3 separate regions of the Mus musculus genome follow, and regions 1 and 2 are each linked to region 3. Evidence: chromatin contacts called from public promoter capture Hi-C data. All regions are on one chromosome and are shown on one strand. Each heading gives the region's core, a stretch centred on a gene start, on an enhancer-like site or on the middle of the called end of the contact. The rest is flanking DNA. Distances are from core to core; before and after follow the strand shown. Region 1 holds the start of Rps26 (ribosomal protein S26). Region 2 holds the start of Slc39a5 (solute carrier family 39 (metal ion transporter), member 5). Region 3 holds the start of Marchf9 (membrane associated ring-CH-type finger 9).

What was found. Capture Hi-C pulls out chosen DNA fragments and counts their contacts.
Region 1: a promoter capture Hi-C map of liver shows a contact between it and region 3, with 4 times the contacts expected there. The contact joins the promoter of Rps26 here to the promoter of Marchf9 in region 3. A contact is called at or near these places in 5 of 39 promoter capture datasets (embryonic stem cells, hematopoietic stem and progenitor cells, hippocampal neurons and 1 more), 6 of 115 datasets of contacts at active chromatin or transcription factors (astrocytes, embryonic stem cells, fetal liver and 2 more) and 2 of 9 other capture datasets (adipose tissue and liver).
Region 2: a promoter capture Hi-C map of adipose tissue shows a contact between it and region 3, with 4 times the contacts expected there. The contact joins the promoter of Slc39a5 here to the promoter of Marchf9 in region 3. A contact is called at or near these places in 1 of 39 promoter capture datasets (stem cell-derived epiblast-like cells), 1 of 484 Hi-C or Micro-C datasets (B cells) and 2 of 9 other capture datasets (adipose tissue and pancreatic islet).

The regions. Positions count from the first base shown.
Region 1 is chr10:128,624,127-128,628,084 of GRCm38.p6, reverse strand. Rps26 (ribosomal protein S26) reads left to right here and starts at 1,579. Exons shown (of 4, transcript NM_013765.2): 1 at 1,579-1,609; 2 at 1,845-2,022; 3 at 2,748-2,878; 4 at 3,449-3,556. The coding sequence starts at 1,607. The coding sequence ends at 3,484.
Region 2 is chr10:128,399,298-128,403,132 of GRCm38.p6, reverse strand. Slc39a5 (solute carrier family 39 (metal ion transporter), member 5) reads left to right here and starts at 1,909. Exons shown (of 12, transcript NM_001136237.1): 1 at 1,909-1,963; 2 at 2,606-2,699; 3 at 2,977-3,329; 4 at 3,681-3,835. The coding sequence starts at 3,046. Nabp2 (nucleic acid binding protein 2) reads left to right here. Exons shown (of 7, transcript NM_027257.2): 7 at 1,210-1,738. The coding sequence ends at 1,409.
Region 3 is chr10:127,057,751-127,062,029 of GRCm38.p6, reverse strand. It overlaps Marchf9 (membrane associated ring-CH-type finger 9), which reads left to right and starts at 1,846. Exons shown (of 4, transcript NM_001033262.2): 1 at 1,846-2,632; 2 at 3,655-3,810. The coding sequence starts at 2,276.

The DNA.
Region 1 (3,958 bases), core at 330-2,829, 1.6 Mb before region 3:
TAGGATATATGATATGTGAACTCACACCTGAAGGTTTGCAGCTAAGAGCCTCCAATGACAGTGACTTTCCAGGTCTGGGTTACCTCGTTCAGGGTGATCTTTTCTAGCTCCATCCATTTACCTGCAAGGTTCATGATTTATGTGTGTGTGTGTGTGTGTGTGTGTGTGTGTGTGTGTGTTTACAGCTGGACAGCATTCCACAGTGTATATGAACTACATTTTCACTACGTGTTTGTCAGATGTAGGACATTTAGGTTGTTCCATCTCCTGCCTATTGTGTTTGGAGCAGCAATGAGCGTGTCTAAGCAGGTATCTGCAGAGTAACATGTTGAGTCCCTCTGGCATATGCCAAGGAGAGATATGGCTGGGTCATGTGATAGATTTATCTCTTGAAAGTTCTCCACACTGATTTCCATAGTGACTATACCAGATTGCTATCCCACCAACAGTGAGTGAGTCCTCCCCATCCTCTCAGTCATTTCTTGTCAGTTGTTCCATTGATCTTTGCCATTCTGACCAGAATAAGGAAAAATCGCAAAGGTATTTTTATTTTTTATTTATTTATTTTATTATTTTTTTTTTTAAATTTTTTTTTTTTTTTTTTTTTTGGTTTTTCGAGACAGGGTTTCTCTGTATAGCCCTGACTGTCCTGGAACTCACTTTGTAGACCAGCTGGCCTTGAACTCAGACATCCGCCTGCCTCTGCCTCCCAAGTGCTGGGATTAAAGGTGTGCGCCACCACGCCTGGCTGAGAAATATCTTAAAAGAAGAAAGTTCATCTCTAGCAATTAGGGAAATGAAAATCAAAAAAAAAAGAAAAAGAAATTCAAGGTCACACTTGGCTAACCAAATAAGTTCCAGGTCAGCCTGGACTACTTGACTATGTTTCAAAATAAATAACTATCTGATAGACTTGATCAGTTAAATTGTGTTGGTACATACAATGTACTAACTACAGTGCTTCATCTGTGTTAATAGGATCTGGAAATAAAATGGTGGTCCAAGCCCAGCGTGGTGGCCTAATCCCAACACTCGAAGCCTCTATTTGGAAAGACGCATTTACAAATGGTTTATTTCTCCCAGGTCTTCTATTTCTAATTCCTACACTTAGAACACATATTTCAAAGAAATAAATCATGGCGTCTTAAGGTGGTTTAGCGCCGCCTTTAGTCCGTCTACTACGGGCAAGAGAGAACCTCTCCAAGTCGTACTACAACTCCCACAATGCATCTCTTTTGTCCTCCCACACTAGGGAGTGTGCGTCCGAATTCTGGATAACTTCCGCTCTGGAACTATCGTAAACCGGATGTTATAGAGCCTTGTAATCACTTCCTGGTTTGGGAATGTAACATTTTAATCTTCCGCCGGAAGGTTAAATAGTTCCACTGATATTTTTCGTCATAGACCATTTCTAGGGACTTATCACAACCCTACATTTCACAGGAAACTCTAAGTAATTAGGTAAATTCGAGCATAATAGCTGCTAGGGAGTAAATAGAATTACAGGTCGCTGAGGGTTTTTTTTTTCAGCGTGAGCGTAGGAATCTCGTACTATATAAGCGGGTCGGGCAAGCCGCCGGATCCTCTTTCGAGTCTTGGCTCCAAGATGGTGAGTGTCGCCGCGTGGTGAGCGCGCGGGCCTGGGTACTGGGGTAGAAGTAGATCTATGGACGGTAGGGACCTGAAAGTCAGAGTCTTGGAGGAGAAAGTGACAAAGGGTCCGTCCAGCCCGGACTTGGCGTGCTCGGGACTTGTACGGGTCTCTGTCGGGGCTGCGGGCGGCGGCCGGCCAGGAAGGGCTGAATTCTCGCCCCCTTTCCAATAGCGTCTCTTTCCATTCTCAGACCAAAAAAAGAAGAAACAACGGTCGCGCCAAAAAGGGCCGCGGCCATGTGCAGCCCATTCGCTGCACGAACTGCGCCCGGTGCGTGCCCAAGGATAAGGCCATCAAGAAGTTTGTCATTCGGAACATTGTAGAAGCCGCTGCTGTCAGGGACATATCTGAAGCAAGCGTCTTCGACGGTAAGTGAGCCACAGCCGTGATTTGTACAGGGACGAAGAGTGAGGAGGGTGTGTATGGCTCGTTGTCTTCAGCTTGGGGAGAAGGTGCCTTTTGTGGCACAGTAAGCAGGCCTAATGATGGGGTTTTAACTTGGTTTTTCTCTTGGGGTGGAGATTGAGGCTCATGCATGGTAGCCAAACCCCTGCATCCCATCCCTGTGAGAGACTGCCTATTTAGGAGAATCTGAAAAAGCATAATTCTTTAGTTATTGAAAAAAATTGAACAGCTTTTAAAACGGGCAAAGACTGGTTTGGGCAGTTTGTGACTTGGTTTTTGGCGTCTCAGAACTCACTGTGTAGACCTACTCAAGAGATCTTCCCTAGTGCTGGGATTAAAGGCGTGCACCACAGCACCTGGCTGGCTTTTGTCTGTTTGTTCATTGTTTTGTTTTTTTCTTGACCTAACAGTAGTAACCATGAGGCCTGCCAGCAGAGTGAGACTCCCTAACTTGAGCTATTCTCATATTGTGTGGCCCACTTTGGCTTTGAGGATGCCTTGGCCTTTTGAGTGGCAACCTCTAGCCCAAGAGTTGAACTCTTGGTGTATGTTGGGTGTGGTGTTGGTTTCTCTGGTTTTCATTGGGTGTCATTTATCAGTAAAACTTGGAGGTTAGGGTAATCCTGACCAATAGAATAAGAGAATCACAGGAAAGGGCGTCTGTCTAATCTGCTTCTCGATTTCTCAGCCTACGTGCTTCCCAAGCTCTATGTCAAGCTGCATTATTGCGTGAGCTGTGCCATCCATAGCAAGGTTGTTAGGAATCGATCCCGCGAGGCCCGGAAGGACCGAACACCCCCACCACGATTCAGACCTGCTGTAAGTAAATTATTTTAACTTGGGACATACATAGTCTTACCCAGAGAAGTATCCATTAAGGTCTTATTTAGTCTGTGTGGCAGCTACGACCTACATTTAAATTTTAAAAATGCTTGTCTGTTTTGCATAACCTGAAACACTTTTAGTGATGCTAGGTGGGTGGTGGTTGGTTTCTTTGGTTTGAGGTGCTGGGTCCTCAACTTAATGCTGGTAAGTGCTCTACTGTGAACTACATGGGTGGGTGGGTTTGGTTTTTTTTGTTTTGTTTTGTTTTAAGAAGTCTCGCTGGAAGCCAGGCGTGGTGGCGCACGCCTTTAATCCCAGCACTCGGGAGGCAGAGACAGGCAAATTTCTGAGTTCGAGGCCAGTCTGGTCTACAAAGTGAGTTCCAGGACAGCCAGGGCTATACAGAGAAACCCTGTCTCGGAAAGAAAAAAAAAAAGAGGTTTCACTGGCCTTCGCTCACCTAGGACTCTTGATTCTTCTGCCTCTAGAATGCTGGGGTTAAGTAGGCAACCGCAGCAGATCCGAGTACCTCATTTCTAATTTAGCTCATCTCTTGTTTTTCAGGGCGCTGCACCTCGACCTCCACCAAAGCCCATGTAAAGAGGCCGTTTTGTAAGGACGGAAGGAAAATTACCCTGGAAAAATAAAATGGAAGTTGTACTTTACATGGCATCGGAGTGTGTTTATGTCGAGACTCTTGTGTGCGTTTCAGGGGGTCCATAGTGCAGAACTTGGTGCTTTGGGCTCTGTACACCTTATTTTCTAAGGCATTCTCTGCAGGCTGGCCAGCAGTGAGCTCCATGGATCCCGTTTATGCTGCCTGGACTCCCAGCAAGCCATGGGATTACAAGTGTGTTCACTGGGCTCAGCTTATGGACAGGGTTCTGTGGATCACCTGGATCCTTGTAAGACTTAACAAGCCAGGGTTTCTGTTTTTATGGTGCAGGGCACTCACTGGTCCCCGGCCCTACAGACTTTAATGTGACCATAGGATGTTAAAGTTTTAAGCCAGTTTAATTTGTTTTGAGGCATGGTCTCATGCCTTCATGTCTTGCTGGCTTTGAACCTAGATGC
Region 2 (3,835 bases), core at 660-3,159, 1.3 Mb before region 3:
TACTCTATGTATATGTCAAGGAATAAAACACAGCACCTGCCTTTCAGTCTCTGCAGGAGTAAGGATTATAATACGCTGCAATAGGTATGTGTGTGTGGGGGGGGGGAGGGGTAATCCTAGCATACAGTTGCCAGAGTGAAGGCATCTCACACTCCCAGCTCCCTTAAAATGTTTAAAATATATGGGTGTAGGGATTGGCAAGGTGGTTCAGCAGGAATGGGTATTTGACATCAAGCCTGACAACCTGAGTTCAATTCCCAGAACATCCACATGGCAGAAGGAGACAACCAACTCCTGAAGGTTATATATGTGTGTGTGTGTGCGTGCGTGTACACTTAGCTACACACACACACAGGAGTAAACACAAAATATACACAGTTGGGGGGTGATGTGTAGCTAAGTGGCTCAGTCAGTGGCAGAGGGGTTCAGTTCCCGGATGTATTTTTCATTTTATTATAGTGCTGGGTATCTAACCCAAGCACTAACTTCCCACATGATAGACCCAGCCCCTTTCCATTTAAAGAGAAACTATAGCTCTTCTTCCTGTGCTTCTCCAGCTTTACAGGCATCTTGGGCCATAGGACATTTTTTCAGAGAGCTTTGAGCCTTGAACTAAATCTGGGTCTGATTTCCAATGACACAGAGATACCTAAGATAAATATGTTGTATTTATATAATATAAAATTATACACACACACATATGTGGTTCATGGAGCAACTTCCAAAATTATTGAGGGGCCCCATTCATACTTTTAGCCCATAGCTTTTTGTACTCTATTCAGGACCACCTGCCTAGGGAATAGGGCCATCTACAGTTGGGCTAGGTCTTCCTGCAAAATTAAGTTAATTACAATCCCCTACAGACCAGCCAATGTAGACAAGCCCCTCACTGACTCTCCCTAGCAGACTCTAGATTGTACCAAATTGACAGTTAAAATTATCAGTGCTAGGGTCCCAACCAGGCTGGCCTCGAACTCAGAAATCCACCTGCCTCTGCCTCCCGAGTGCTGGGATTAAAGGCGTGCGCCACCATGCCGGCTAGGATCCCATTCTTATTCAAAACCCATAGTCTTTTTGTACCTGGTCAGCATTCACGCAGTTGTGCTTGGTGAAGACTCATCCACTCTCTGGGGCATGGAAGTGGGCTTTGAAGACAGACCCTTTCTTACCTTAACTACCTAACTCTGTTTCTTCCTCTCCCACAACTAGCTTCCGAGAACCAGAACGGAAATGGACTGAGCACCCAGCTAGGTCCTGTGGGTGGCCCCCATCCTTCTCACACCCCCTCACATCCCCCCAGCACCCGAATCACTCGAAGTCAACCCAACCACACGCCTTCCGGCCCTCCTGGCCCCTCCAGCAACCCTGTCAGCAACGGCAAAGAAACCCGAAGAAGCAGCAAGAGATAGCAAGAGATGAGTCTCTCCTTCCTTCCACCACAACCATGATCCAGGCGTCTCTGCCAGAGAACAAGACAGTCTTCTATCAGGCTGCTGGCTTTGGGATTAGAGGATAAAGTAGCTGTGTTTTAGCCACTAAATTTCCCTGGAGGGGTTGGAAGCAGCAGCCTTATCCACCTCAAACTCACGCCCCACCCCACCCCTGTCCTGCTGATGCTGTCTATCCCCTGGGATCCAGGGTCCTCTGCCTGCCCTCCTTTGGAAAAGACAGTGTGGTTTTTGTGTGGGAAATAAGGGTCTAACTGAAATCCCTCCTTCCTAATAAATGTTCCCACTCATTCTGGAGTCTGTGTTTCTCTCATAGGAAAGAGGTTAGCAGGTGTGCACTTAGGGAATTGTAGTGCCCAGGCAAGGAGGCCTTTGGCAAAGCAAGCCTGCCCCTTTAAGGTAGTGTCCCTCCCCTACCCCCTCCCTCCAGGTGACCCTTGTCCAGCCTGCCTCCCACAAGAAGGCTGGGTCCCCCTTCCTCTTGGTGTCTTTTGTGTCTCCTGTCCTGCCGTCAGGTAATGCTAACCCCAACCCCCCGGGCCACTCACTGACCCCCTGATTGTAAGCCAGGTCAGATGTCAGAGGGGAGCCCTGTTCTGGCTTCTTTTCCTCAACAGGGCTTCCTCTTTCTCGTTCATTGATTATAGAGCTGGGGGGTGCTGACGGTTAGTGCTTGCTGGAGTCGGGGAATCACAGCTCTTTTCTTACACTTCCCAGGGTGGGCATCACTGAAGTCACTTTCCTAAATGCATCTGGAATTGCCACTTATCTGCCTCTCCCTCTAACTCCCAGTTTAGGAGCACCTTGGCTCAACTCTCCAGGGAATGTGGGGATGGGGTTGGAAACAGACGCAGCTCAGGACCAGATGTTAGGAATGTGGGGAGGGTACGTTTAGGAAAAGGCTTGGGTGGCGCTGAATGGCTTATGGGCTATAAAATATTTAAGAGGAAAAAACTGAGCACAAGTTCTTAACCATGTGGCTTCTTCAGGGCAGAGGGTGGCCCCTCCCCAGTCAAGGCCCTGCAGAGACTGACTTTTGACCCCCCCCATCCCAGAGACCAGTGAACCATTAACTCCTATATGAACCTTCCCACACTTGCCCCACCCCTGACTCCGCCCCAGAGCAGGTGGGCTAAGGGGAAACCTATCCATTTCAGCCCTCCTTGTGACGTGGCTTCCACTGCATCTGAAGGCTGAGCTCCTTCCCTCGGATCTCCTAAGGTCCACAGTGAGGCCTTCCAGGGACCTGAGGTGACAGCTCTCACACTGCCAGTAGGGGTGAGGCCCTGAATATGGAGAGGGAATAGGGAGGCGGAACAAGCTTGAGAGGTGGGTTGTCTCGGGACCAGGTGTAAGGAGAGCTCTGGGGTCAGGAGGCTGCTCCAGAAGGCAGAAGGGAGGGGCAGAGAACGCCTGAGCCTGCAGAAGCTGCAGACAGACTCAGTAAGCGGTGGTAAGTGTAAGAACATCTCCCTAGCTCTCAGCTGAGGGACAGCAGCTCTGACCCCACCCCTCCTCCTTGTTCTAGGGTACAGTCCTCAGGATGTCTCAAAGGAAATAGAAGTCAGAAACAGAGCCTCTAACCATAGCCCTAGTGATGGGGCCCCCAGTACATCATCTGCTGACTGGCCTATGTGTGGGGGTGGCCTTGGGCTGGGTAGGAGGCTCCGTCCCAAACCTGGGCCCAGCTGAACAGGAACAGAACCACTACCTGGCCCAGTTGTTTGGTCTATATGGAGAGAACGGGACACTGACTGCAGGGGGCCTGGCGCGGCTTCTCCACAGCCTAGGACTAGGCCGAGTCCAGGGGCTCCGTCTGGGACACCATGAGCCTCCAACTGGGCGGGCTGCACCCACAAGTGGAGACAATTTCACACACAGGTATTAATCTCTCTCCCAAACACAAAATGTGGCATCTCCTGGTTCCGCTCAGTGCCTGCTTAGGCTCCAGCTGCCCAGTGCATGAATCCCCAGAGTTACAAATCCTCTCACACCAACTGCTCACCTCTATTAGCTTCAATTCTCCAGAAGTCCTAGCTCTCGGTACTTCCAGGCTTTCCCTGTCGAGCCCACAGCCACCCACTTTAGGTTCTCTTACAAATGACAGCTCTCAGGTCTTCCCAGGACTGACTGTGGTTGTCTTTCCTTCGCCAAACCTTCCAGGTGACAGCTCAGGGCAGGTGTCAGGGAACTTGAGTAAGTCTGACTTGCTTGCTAATCCATCTAATGTAGGCTGCAAGAGCCGGAGCTGAGTGTGGACATCTGGGCAGGAATGCCTCTGGGCCCTTCAGGTTGGGGTGACCAGGAGGAATCAAAGGCTCCTGACCTGCACGGGTCAGGGCCCTCGAGCCTAGACCTCTTCCAGAGGCTTCTGCTGTTGGACCATT
Region 3 (4,279 bases), core at 597-3,096:
GGCTCTGATTTATTTTATTGTGGATATTTGTTTTGTTTTAATGGAACAAGGTCTCATATAGCCCAGGTTGGTCTTGAAATGGACACGTAGCTAGCCTCAAATACTTGATCCTCCTGCTCCATCTCCCAAGAACTAAGGTTAAAGGTATGCACCACTTTTTTTTTCTTTTCTTTCTCTCTTTTCCTTTCTCTGTCTTTTCTTTCTTTGAGACTGGATCTTTCTTGCCAGGTAGCCCAGGCTGGCCTCAGACTCTGCAATGTCCACATGCTTGGGTTCTAGACCTGAGCCACCACACCCAGGCTAAAACTATTTTATTACCTGTTTTGCTGTGTATTCCATTCTAACTTCTTACTTTTCTGGTCGACAACGTAACAGTGATGGGTTATGGTGGCACATGCTTTTAATCCCAGAGGACTGGGGCAGAAGCAGGTGGATTTCTGTGAGTTCATGCCAGCCTAGTTTACTTAGTGAATTCCCAGCTAGCCAGGACTACAAGTTGAAACCTTGACTGAGAGGGGGTTGGGGGAGGGAATGTATATGAGAATGTGAATGTAAATTGAGGATTCATGTAAATCACAGTCAAGCACCACACCACAGAAGGTGTGCATCAGACACATCTCCTGCTGCTGCCTCGATGCTTCTTGCCTTGCCAACAAGAGCAGAAAGAAAAAAAAAAAATCCAGGCCTAAATTGGCTAAGGGGCTGGAGAGGTGGGTGTTTCTTTGGCTATGTTCCTAGGGCTGTTTGGGTTTTTTAGCTGTCTGTGAGCGCATTCAACTCCCAACACAGGTACTCCCTGCTTCATTTTGCCGCCCATAGGACCCCACTGCAGCTTCCTGTCCTTACAGAAGCTATCTTCTTTGTCTGCTTAAGTCACTGACTTGCGCCCCCACACCCCCTTCATTCATCTGTCCATCCACAGCAACTAGATGCTGTGCCGAAATTGTCTTTGCAGCCACTTTCCATTGAGGAGTCTTAATTTGGCAATCTGTCCCTGGTTCGACTTTTCAACTTGCTCATTCCCTCCCTTTTCTGTTAATTACTCTTTTGCTAATTAATTTTTTTCTCAGTGTCTTTGACCCAGTGGGCTCTCCGGGAATCCCTTTCTTTCCTTCAGTTTCACAAAGGGGCTGAGAGGGTGGGTGTAAATACAAAGCAGATCAAAAAGCTGACAGGCCCAGCAGTAGCACTAGGGGTCAATTTAAAACAAAGATTTAAGCGTGCTTGTGTGGCTTTCGCTTCAGAGCAGTGGAGCTGAGGGCAGGTGGGTGTCATGAAAGACACGCCCATTCCTCGGGCATCCTTTCTGCTCACTCGCCACCTTCACATGCTAGAATCAATCGCTTGCTTCTCACACAATCTGACTCCATTCCTGCACACCAGCCAGCATCTCACAATCCCGCACCCAGCACCCTTTACCATCTTTTGTGTGTTGTTAGGGTCCATCCTCACCCTCCTCACACCCGACTCCCTGCAGAGCTTTCTTTGCACACGCCCATTATGCATACACCTCTGTGCCCCGTTACACCTGCAGCCTTCGAGGACTCAACTTCCATCCTCACCCCCACCCGCGCGCACACACCTATTCTTCCACCCCGGTACACACTCCCCTTCGTTGGCCACTCCTCTCCCTCCCTCCTCCCGCGTCTCGCACACTCGCCCCGCCCCTGGGGACACCTGCTCGTGCTGGGCAGGGCGGGGATGCGCAGCCGCGGCCCCTTCTCCTCCGCTCCCCCTCCCCGCCCCACCCCTCCCTCCATCCCTCACCGGCTCCCCGGCTCCCGCCCCGCCCGCCCGCCGCTCCGGGGGGGTCTCCGCCGCCGCCGCCGCCGGAAGGAGCCGCCATTTGCTACCGCCGAACGCACGGGCCGAACCGAGCCGGATCCGGCAGTCGGAGCGGGACTGGGGCCGAGAGGACGACGATGGGGGGCGGCCCCGCCGCAGGAGGACCGGGGCGCATAAGCCCCGGTGCCCGGCCGGCTCCGGACCCCGACCCGCGGGGCGCGGCACCCTGAGCCCCCTCCCCGCCCCCTGCCCCTGCTCCTGCTCGGGCCATGCCTGCCCACCCTGCCGTCCGCGGGCTGACGGCCCTCTCGGCCCCGCGAGCCCTGGTGCCCCGGCGGCGGCAGCAGTGAACAGCGCTTGCAGGCCGCGGAGACCCCGGCCCGGTCCTGCGCTCCGGCGCGCGCCCCCTTCCCGGCCTGCTCCTCGCCCCTCCCCCCGCCGCTCGGGAGCCCCCCTCGCTCGCCGCCCCCCGCCCCCCGGCGCCCGGACGATGCTCAAGTCTCGGCTCCGCATGTTCCTGAACGAGCTGAAGCTGCTGGTGCTGACGGGCGGGGGGCGGCCCCGGGCCGAGCCGCAGCCCCGGGGGGGCGGGGGAGGCGGCTGCGGCTGGGCGCCCTTCGCCGGCTGCTCCGCCCGGGACGGGGACGGCGACGAGGAGGAGTACTACGGGTCGGAGCCGCGGGCCCGGGGCCTGGCCGGCGACAAGGAACCGCGGGCCGGACCCCCGCCGCCGCCCGCGCCGCCGCCGCCGCCCCCAGGCGCGCTGGACGCTCTGTCGCTCAGCAGCAGCCTGGACAGTGGGCTCCGAACCCCCCAGTGCAGGATCTGCTTCCAAGGCCCGGAGCAGGTCAGGCCCGAGCACCTGGCTGGGCGGGGAGGGTGGGGGCGCGTACCTGGGGTGTCCGCGGAGACCGGGGCAGGGGGCGGGGCCAGGGGGAGCTGGGCGGGACCCAGGACCCGAGTGGAAGTGGGGTGAGGTTGGCCTGGCTGGAGACTCCTGGAGTGTGTCAAGGTTGGGGCCGGGTGGGTGGGGGGTCAGGGGCTCCCAGTCGAGGTAGGGTTATTCTCCTCGGAGGGCTCAGAGTCTCTGTCACCCGATATCAGACAGCTCTTAGCACCTGCTCCCCTCACCTTAGGGTAGCCATTAGCCGAGGGAACCTATTTTTTGGAAGTGGGCAGAAAGGAGAGTACATTTGTTCTCACCTTGAGGGGAGGGGCCAGGCAGGACCCTGCTCCTCTCAGTATTTCTCCCGATGAGGCAGTTTTTGCTCCCGTCTTGCAACTTATCCACTTCATTCTAAAGAGCCTTCTTTGTTTAATTTTATGGGTAAAGTTGTCCCGGGATAGTGCCAGCGGGCATCTCTGTGCAGCGAGAAATGACTGTCTGACTAAAGGGGACCATGTTCCACTCCTGCTCCCAGAGTGTCTCCCCATTTTAGCGTGGACACCACGATTGGTTAGCCATCCCAGCTGGCACCAGATCTATATACTGGAAGTACTGTGGAGTGGATGAAGGGATGCCTAGCTCAGCAGCCCAGCCTCTCTCCTCCCTCCAGGTCCTAGGCAGAGGTCAGCTCTTTAGGATGTCTTAATCACCTTTCCGATTTCTAGGAAAAGGGAAGACTCAGGCTTCCCTCTCCCTCTCGTCTCACCTTTGATCCCTTCGGTTGGAGAAGTTTTTCTTGAGCTGTGACTTCTTACTTTTGTGCTGTAGCCTTAGCATCTTGCCCTACTCTGGGTGGAAAGCCCTAGTTTTTAAGTGTAATAGTATGACTGACCCGAGGAAGAGGTTTCCTCTCCAGGAGTGCTGCAGAAGGGGTCCGTCCGGGTGATGACTGCTGACAGGCGCCCTCCCCTCTCTTCCTCCAGGGGGAGCTCCTGAGCCCTTGCCGCTGTGACGGCTCAGTGCGTTGCACACACCAACCCTGCCTAATCCGCTGGATCAGTGAGAGGGGCTCATGGAGCTGTGAGCTTTGCTACTTCAAGTACCAGGTCCTGGCGATCAGCACCAAGAATCCACTGCAGGTGAGGTGTAGGGAGCTCTCTGGACCAGAACCTTGCAGGGAACCTATTTTATCTTATTTAGTGTTTTCCCAAAGCAACCGCCCTCCACCATTATGGCTTTCCAAGACACATGTTCTAGACACTTAGAACAAGGGGGAGTGTGGAAAGACAGTGTTAGTGGTAATAGTAAATACACTCTGTTTTCTGTGTGTCATTTGTTGTGTGTTCATAATGATCTTATTAGATACCATTACCATGCCTGTCTTTAGTAACAGGATACAGACACATGTAGAGATTAAATACTTGTCTACACTACTCAATAATTAATGTAGACATTGGAGTTAAGATTGGAGTTCCAGTCTGGGTGTTTGACTTTTCCGATCCCGCCTTTCTTGGATAAGCTAGGCAAGTGGACACTTCTCTCTCCCCTGTACCTGTTCTGCTTAGGATCACCCATAGAACCACATCTTAGGCTAGATCAGGGCACAGA